Linked DNA regions of Zea mays: all the other regions are linked to region 2. Evidence: chromatin contacts called from public Hi-C data. All regions are on one chromosome and are shown on one strand. Each heading gives the region's core, a stretch centred on a gene start, on an enhancer-like site or on the middle of the called end of the contact. The rest is flanking DNA. Distances are from core to core; before and after follow the strand shown.

The links. A called contact is a pair of places that touch in the nucleus more often than the background predicts.
Region 1: a Hi-C map of ear shows a contact between it and region 2, with 4 times the contacts expected there. The contact joins the promoter of LOC109940748 here to the promoter of LOC100273133 in region 2. A contact is called at or near these places in 12 of 25 Hi-C or Micro-C datasets (bundle sheath, ear, endosperm and 4 more).
Region 3: a contact with region 2 is called in a Hi-C map of endosperm, with 3 times the contacts expected there. The contact joins the promoter of LOC103633997 here to the promoter of LOC100273133 in region 2. A contact is called at or near these places in 3 of 25 Hi-C or Micro-C datasets (ear, endosperm and leaf).

Annotation. Positions count from the first base shown.
Region 1 is chr7:90,134,710-90,137,409 of Zm-B73-REFERENCE-NAM-5.0, forward strand. It overlaps LOC109940748, which reads left to right and starts at 1,349. Exons shown (of 1, transcript XM_020540884.3): 1 at 1,349-2,700. It overlaps LOC103633997 (peroxisome biogenesis protein 3-1), which reads left to right. Exons shown (of 7, transcript XM_020540883.3): 6 at 1-71.
Region 2 is chr7:89,980,300-89,982,999 of Zm-B73-REFERENCE-NAM-5.0, forward strand. LOC100273133 reads right to left here and starts at 1,393. Exons shown (of 7, transcript NM_001147580.1): 1 at 1,033-1,393; 2 at 669-855. The coding sequence starts at 1,221.
Region 3 is chr7:90,111,421-90,114,120 of Zm-B73-REFERENCE-NAM-5.0, forward strand. It overlaps LOC103633997 (peroxisome biogenesis protein 3-1), which reads left to right and starts at 1,283. Exons shown (of 7, transcript XM_020540883.3): 1 at 1,283-1,469; 2 at 1,578-1,742. The coding sequence starts at 1,453.

The sequences.
Region 1 (2,700 bases), core at 99-2,598, 150 kb after region 2:
GATTCATCACTCCTAAATGATTTCAGAAAGCTAGACCAACTAATGTCTGAGACACGAATAGTACTGGCAAGGTAATAATGCATTATGCATTAAGCTCTGTTCAGTTATTGCGAGTTCATGATTTGCACCACAACGATGCAGTTTTTCTTTGCTCAATCCGCTGTATGACCAGTTCTCATCTTTTGTTGCTTCCATGAGTTAACTTTGAATTCACTAATACTTATTGTTAGAATACCCGTTTTGGGTTTGGGGATTTCCCCGTGCAATTACTATCTCACCCCTCTGTAATGGGCCTGGCCCAGTTTACTCAGTCTATTAATACATCACCCAACCCCTGTTAGGGTTAGGGTTTCCTATTCTAACTTGGTACCAGAGCTAGGTTTAGTTTTTTCCCTTTCTCTCGGGCGCCGCCACCCCAGCCGCCCAACCCGCCGCCCCCCTCTCCTTCCTCCGGCCGCCGCCGGCCCTTCCCCTTGCCCCGGCCGCCGCCTCCTGCCCCTCTGCTTCCGGCCCGCGGCCCCTCTCCTCCACCCAGCCGCGCTCCTTCGGGCGCTTGTCTTTCTCCAAACGCGCGCGAGCCGCCGACCGGCGGGGGCGCCGCGCTGCCGTATTTCGACGCCTTCGCCGACCGCCTCGGCGCCGGCCCGCAGGCGCTCCTCAGGTTCCCAGGCGTGGAGGCGCTGTCGGTGGCCGCCGTCCTCGAGGCGCCCGGGGAGGTCGTCGCCAAGTCCGCGCACAGCACGCTGTACTGCACCGCCGTGCGCTCCGGGGAGGCCGCCGTGCTGCTGAGGTTCGTGCGCCCCGCGTGCGTCGTCGTCGGCGCCGACGAGGCCTATGCCGCCGCGCGGCGGATCGGCGCTGTCAGCCACCCCAACCTCGTGCTGCCCCACACGGTGTTCATCGGCCCTAGGGGTGAGAAGCTGCTCGTCATTCACTCTTCGTCCAGCCTTCCATCGGATCCCCGTCCGACCGTCCCCTGCTCGTTTTCCTAGTGCTCGGCTGCTCCAGTGCTCCTGACTGCTCCTGTGCTCGGCCCTTGCTGTAGTGCTGCTCGGTCGCATCGGCACCTGCTGCAGATCTGCTCGACCTCGGCTGCTCGGCTTCCTGTTCCTTCTGCGTGCTCTGCCTCGCGCTCCCCTGCGACGAGGGCCTCTTCGAACACGTCCTGACGACCATTTCCCCTCTGCCTGTCAGTCGCCGCGGGCTCGCCTCACCCGACAGAACGCGCACCAGAGCCGCCGCCGTAGCCATTGATTGCATAATTGCAGCCGCACTCCCCATCTCCCTCTCTTCCATCTCCCACCACAAAGCACCACCTCTCTCTTCTCCATTCCTCTTCCCTTGTGAGCGGCTCATCCAAGGAGCACAACCTCCTTCCGCGTGTATCCCCTCGTTGCTGAACGCCGTGCATCCCTTTGCTGCACCATTCGCCATTCACTTCTCCACTCTCTCATGGCTTCACCCCCTTTCGACGGGCTCACCGTGCGTGTCCTCCACGATGGTCAGCTTGTCCAGGGCACCCTCGTGGCCTTCGATCGCACCATGAGCCCTGTCCTCCGTGACTGTGTTGAAATCCACCCCACGGCCGGTCGTCACGTGTCCGGACCCCTTGTCTTTCCTCGTACAATGATAGCCTCCCTGGCAATCGAGCCCCCTTTGTCCCCCTCCCCTCCTAGTAACCACGCTAGCGCTCCTCCTCTGGCTCTTTCAGCGCACCCTGCGGCCTTCCCTCTATCTCCCTCTCCCGTCGATTGGGTGGTTGACTTTGGGGCCTCCTTCCACACTACCCCCACAACTAGTTCGTTATTCCACTCCCATCCACCACACCCCTCACATCCTTCCTCCATCTTCGTCGGCAACGGTTCCACCCTCCCGGTCACCTCAGTAGGTGCATCGGTTCTTCCAGGACCATTCTGCCTTAACGACGTCTTTCTTGCTCCCGGACTGACTCATCCCCTCCTCTCGGTTCGTCGCTTCACTAGTGACAACCAGTGCTCTATGGAGTTCGACCCCTTGGGTCTCACCATACGCCACCTTCCCATACATGCTGTGCTCGCTCGCTGTGACAGCTCTAGCCCCCTCTTTTCTCTTCACTTGCCCTCCACTCTCCACACCAGAGTAGCCTCATCTCCTGCACTTACTACTACCACCACATCACATGCTCTTGCTACTACCACCACCTTCTCCGCCATTTGGCATCGTCGTCTTGGGCACCCTGGACCTGACGTCATGTCCCAGCTTTCCGGCCACTCAGACATATCCTATACTCGGGGCTCTTCTGAGCGCCTCTGTCATGCTTGTCAGCTCGGCCGTCACTCCCGTCTTCCTTTTTCCACTTCCACGTCCAGGGCTGTTCAGGCCTTTGATCTTGTCCGCTGTGATGTCTGGACGTCTCCTGTCCTTAGCCTCTTCGGCTACAAATACTACCTGGTCATTCTGGACGACTACTCCCATTTACTTTGGACTTTCCCCCTTCGGCTGAAGTCCGACACGTTTACCACCCTCACTTCTTCGCCTGGGTATCCACCCAGTTCCGGCGCCCGGTCCGTGCACTGCAGTGCGACAACGGCCGCGAGTTCGACAACCACGCCTCTCGGTCATTCTTCCTCACCAGTGGCATTCAGTTGCGTCTCTCGTGCCCCTACACCTCCACCCAGAACGGCTGGGCAGCGCATGATTCGCACCACCACCAACATGATC
Region 2 (2,700 bases), core at 143-2,642:
TTAACTTCAAGAAGACAAGAATGCAGTGCACCTAGGTCTTCCCTGATGCCTAGAGCTATGCTTCCTACAGATTTCCACTGCCACTGCCGCCACCATATCTATATTGCTGTGGCCGCATACACCAGACACTTCCATGACACCTCACTATCCATCCTCAGATCTCCACCGCAGCCACTTTATCTATGACTGCTGCGGCCACATACACTGGTGTGGCCGCATTCCACCTGCATCTCATATCATTTTAGCACATAGATTTGAGCATGCAAAGATGAAAGAATTGCTCAGCTCAAACTGGTGCCCGGTGTCTTTGAGAAGAGAACATGATGCCCCCAGGTCTTCCCTAATGCCTCACACTATCCATCTAACAAATCTTTGCACTCTCATTGGTGAGCTTTGCAGATTGTTCAAAGCTTGCAACTGGGCCCCATCGTCCACAACAAACATTGATTTTGTAGGGCACTTCATGTTCTTGGAGGAACCCTTTCACTATGAACATAACCTTACAGGTAGCAGCGTCCTTGTAGGGTTTCGTGCATTTGCAGCAACAAGTTGATCGCACAGTACACATACAATTGGGTTATCCCATACCAGTAGAGCATTTGAATGCATCACGACATTGGTTAGTGGTGAATCACATGCGGAGGAGACGGAGACGGAGAATCAATCACCTGTCGAGGAGGAGCCATGGTGAGCAACAGCGACAGAAGAGGGCTGAGCGGCCCTGAAGGCGGAGGCGTTAGCGGCGTGCTGGTGGTGATCGGCCCCCGAGGGGGTCATCTTAGCCGGTGGAGACGGCACGACCCTGGTGGTCTTGGCCCGATGCGAGTAACGCCTGTTCTGAAACCAGTTCCACACCTAGACCAGCCGTAGCCATATCCAAGTTTCACATATCAGAGAGAAACCCTAAATCAAAATCACCCATAAAGGAAGGGCTGGTGGCCGGTGGGGTGAGGGTGGGGAAGGGGAGGATTCGACTTGATTCGAATAAAAAAAATATGAAGCACGAAGCTGGAGGACGAGGCGGCGCCGGACCTGCTTGGGCTGGATGGCCACCTTGCCGGCGCGCTCGGGCGAGGCGGAGAACTTATCGGCGAGAGTCTGGAGCATGGCGCGGGTGGGGATGCCGTTGTTGAGCTGCAGCAAGCGCGCCTCCATCTCCGCCACCTCGGAAGGGAGGAAGCGGAAGGCCGGAGCACCAGTGGTGCTCGGCGGACGACCCATCGGACCGGCGCTCTTGGACGGCGAGGGGAGGAGGATGCAGTGAGACCAGATCGGTGGTGGATCGGCGGACGGGGGTGGGGAAACTTTAGGAGAAGTGTGAGTTAGTGGAGGTAGGCGTTCATGGCTCCGGGCAGGCAACCGGTTCCGGCTCCGGCTCAACGGTGTAGGCCACGCACGCACCCGGGCGTGTTTGACTACGGCTCCGGCTGAACGGTTAAACCCAAATAGAGTCGGATATGGTAATCTTGGGCTGGTCCAAGCATGCACTCGAAGCGTCCTATGTGTAGCTGAGATCTTATCTGACATACACATTTAGGGTGTGTTTGAATGTACTAAAACTAATAATTAGCTGCTAATATTAGTTATATGCATCCAAACAGCTCAACTAAAAGTGCAACTAATAATTAGTTATATCCCAAATATCCGTTAGTTTCCTAGCTATCCCACACCGGCTAAAACCAGCTAATCAATCCCCTGTTTCTCCACACTGACCGGACCGCGAGAGGCACCACGGCCCACCTCCACGCCGATGCCGAGCCCCATAGGGTGGAGCGGCGTCTTCCCACCTGCAACCACCGCTGGTTCCCACTGATCCCCTCCACCATCGCTGGACCTCGCCGTGACTGCCGCCGCTGTCCCCTACGCTGCTGTCGTCCTCTACGCTGCCATCATCCCTACATCGTCAATCCACAAGGTGCGAATCATCCCGTCTCGTTGCCTGTTTCATTTCAGCTGATTAATCTCGCCCACGACGAGATCCTGTGCGTGCGTCCCAGATTCCGCTAGATTTTAGAGACGTACTGGCCCTTCCTCAAGTATTCTCCCAGTGCACTTCTCTGGTTACGGTGATTCCGCTAGATTGGATTCCGCTAGATTTCTATAGGAGCTAGCTTCTAGCCATGCATGAATCGTTGGGGAGCTAGGAGCATATGTATGCTGGTAGTAGTAGAATCTACTTTGCATTTGAACAACGCCACCAAGTACGAGTGCATTTGGAAGTAGAACAATTCAGCTTGCATTCAGAATCGTTGGGAGCTGGAAGCATCTATACTGCTTGGCATTGAGATGTTGTTTGGCCATGGCTTCAAGTTATAAATTCTGCTTCATCTAGAGATGATAGTTCGTGTTAGCACATTGGGAACCCAACTAAGCTTCCATGGGGTTTTTCTGCCTCGACATAAATATGTATTAAAAGGGGAGTCATCTATATGTATAAAGTTACTGACAGTGAGATAACTGATTTTAAAAGGGGAGCCATCTATGGATACTGCATGTGTGATGTCAAACATACGCAGATGCAGTACTGCACTGAAATTACTTCTGTGAATTCCTAGTTATAGTATGCATAGTACTGAAGTAATAATGTCAAACTCAATTCCATGACATATTTTAGATTTTTTGTGGTCGATGAGTTATAGCAGCTATGGCTACCTTTTTGTAATGTTGAACTCATCTATATGATGAGATATGTTCAGAGTA
Region 3 (2,700 bases), core at 33-2,532, 130 kb after region 2:
GAGTGAGGACGCACCTGCAGACCTGCTTCGGAGTTCCCTGATCTGGGTGGCTTGAATTCGTCGTTGATGTAATTCTAGGACAGGAAAGGCTGGACAACAGAGGGGATCTAACCTCTGAAGCTCTACGCGTTCTGAAGTGCCAAAGATGTCATCTTAGAGAGGGGAACAAAGTAAGCGTGGCCAGGACAGATCACATATGCGCGGGCGTTGCTTACCATGGCAGCTTGTAAGTCAAGGAAGTGAGTCCAGCGACGATCTGAATCCGATGGAGGCGCCCAAGCTGGTGTACGACAGTGGCTCGAAAAGAGTCCCGCACACAACTATGAGGTCCTGACTCCTCACTCCTGTAGAGGTGAAGTTTGTCTCCCGCGCACCGGCGCACGTCCCCTATCCCGGCCTCCCGCAGTGCTTCCTGTTGCAACACATGTCGCACGGCTCCATCACGCTCACGCCCCGTTCACTGTCCGTAACACACATGCGCGCCACCGGCATGCCGCTCGGCGGCGTGCGCGCACGAAGAAGAAGGCAAGGAATTAACCCAAACGCACAAAAAATTCTAATCTGAGGAAGCACGATGGGAGGCGTTCATACATGTGGGAATGGGAGCAGGCGAGACGAAGACAAAGGCAGCGCGCGGGAAGGGAGGCGGTGGAGGGGAGCCATACCTGCCGTCGCGTTCATCGAGTTTAACAACGTCTCCTCCTCGCGACGACGGTGAAGTGGCCTCCGTCTTCTTTTTCCCACCGCCAATCGGTGTCGTCATGTGGCGTCTAGAATGCTCAAGCAGCCGATAGATCTCTGTATCTCGATGGGGACGTTGGGGGGGGGGGGGGGGTCGCCGACATCGTCGGCGTCGACGTCGTGGGTGACGGAGGGAAGGGCACCTGTTGCTTCTTCTATTGGTGCTTGGCGTCGAAGAAGCGCGAGGCAGGAGTAGGCGGCGGGACTGGTCATGGAGGAGTAGGGTGCGGTGGAAGGTCCACGAAGTGGTGGGTGGCGTTGAAGAAGCGCGAGGGAGGAGGGGACGCAGTGCCGACATTGGAGGCGGAGGAGGGCGAAGTCTGGGAATGGCCGGGAGCGCAAGGGGCGGTCTCGGCGGACTGAGGTGTGGCGTGAGCCGCGAGGAGGGTTCTGGAACCTGCTTGTCTCTGCCTCGGGGAGAATGGAAGCCGTTGATTGACGATCGAGCGACGTGAAGAAATTAAGCTGACGTGGATAGATCCGTCTTCGCCGGTTTGAACCGGCTTTAATAATATAGAAAAATCTCTAAAAACCCAGTTTTTAAGAAACCTGCCATCGTTCAGCTCCAGCTCCCCCAAGTCAGTCTGGACTCTGGAGTCCGGGTTCTCCTGTCTCCACCAAGTCCCAACTCCAGTCCACCATGCCTTCTTGATCGCGAGCACCGCAGGCACACCAACCCGGATTCCCCTCGCGACTTCAATCTCCGCCGCCATGCTGGCCTCGGCAAGGTGAGTGATTCTACCGGGGGTTCGTGGATTTCGGCTCGCCCGCGGCCTACCAGCAAGGCGTTCGGCAGATTGCCTGACGGCGTTCCCTTCCGCGTGGCGTGTGTGCAGGGGGTTCTGGGCGCGGCATCGCCGGAAGATCCTCGTCACTCTGGGCGTCGCTGGGTTGGGGTACGCCGCCTACCGCTTCTACGATAGGCGCCGCGCCCAGCTCGTGCGGGTCGAGCAGCTGCGCGCCATGGAGGAGCGGGCCGCCGCCGACCTCGTTAAGAACCAGTAAGAGTTTAATTTAGTCCCCTTCTTCCCCCACTTAGGGCTTGTTCGGTTATTCCCAATACACATGGATTGGATGGGATTGGAAAAAATTGAGAAGAAGTTTGACTTGTTTGGGATTCAAACCCATCTAATCCCACTCAATCCACATGGATTGAGAGCTAACCGAACAAGCCCTTAAGGTTGGATTGCTTGGAATTCCCCCTGCTGCTTCTGGCATTGCTTAGGGGCTGCGCGCTCCTGTTCTTCATTGCTCTACTCTATCCTTCGGCTGCTTGCCTCTACCTGAGGGAGGATTCGCTCCCAATTCACAAAGCTGAGGCTGCAGATCCACATCGATTTTATCTGGTATCTCGGTGGTTGCGCCCATGATTTGTTCGGTTTGATGCTAATCCATATGGATTAGATGGAATTGAGTCGGTTTAAATCCATAGTAAAACAAAATACACCTCAATACATCCCAATCACCTCCAATCCACATGGAATGGAAATAAGCGAACAAAGCCTCAATTGGGTTGAGGGTTGATTCAATTCGCAGCTGAATTGGACCAGAACAGTGGCTTCACTCTTGTTTTAGTAAGGAAAAAGTCTAAATTACTCCCTCACCTGTAGTCAATGTTCATATAACCTCTAAACTATTTTTTGTTCAATTTACCTCTCTGTACGTTTGAGTTGGTTCGATCTATCCCTTAACAACATTGTTTTTTTATTTTTTATATACGAACTAATTTTTCTGTTCAAAATTGGTTGATTACTTGCTAATGTCATAACTTAGCCTAGTGAGATATATTATAATTTTTCAAAATTATTTTGATAGGCTAAAGATCAGGTAATATAATAACTTTAACAGTACAAAACTAAATATGAAATAATGATACAAATTTTTAAAATATTTTTCTAACATAAGCTATGATGTCCTTAATTACCTCAGAAAATATGAACTTGAGATTCAACTTTTACA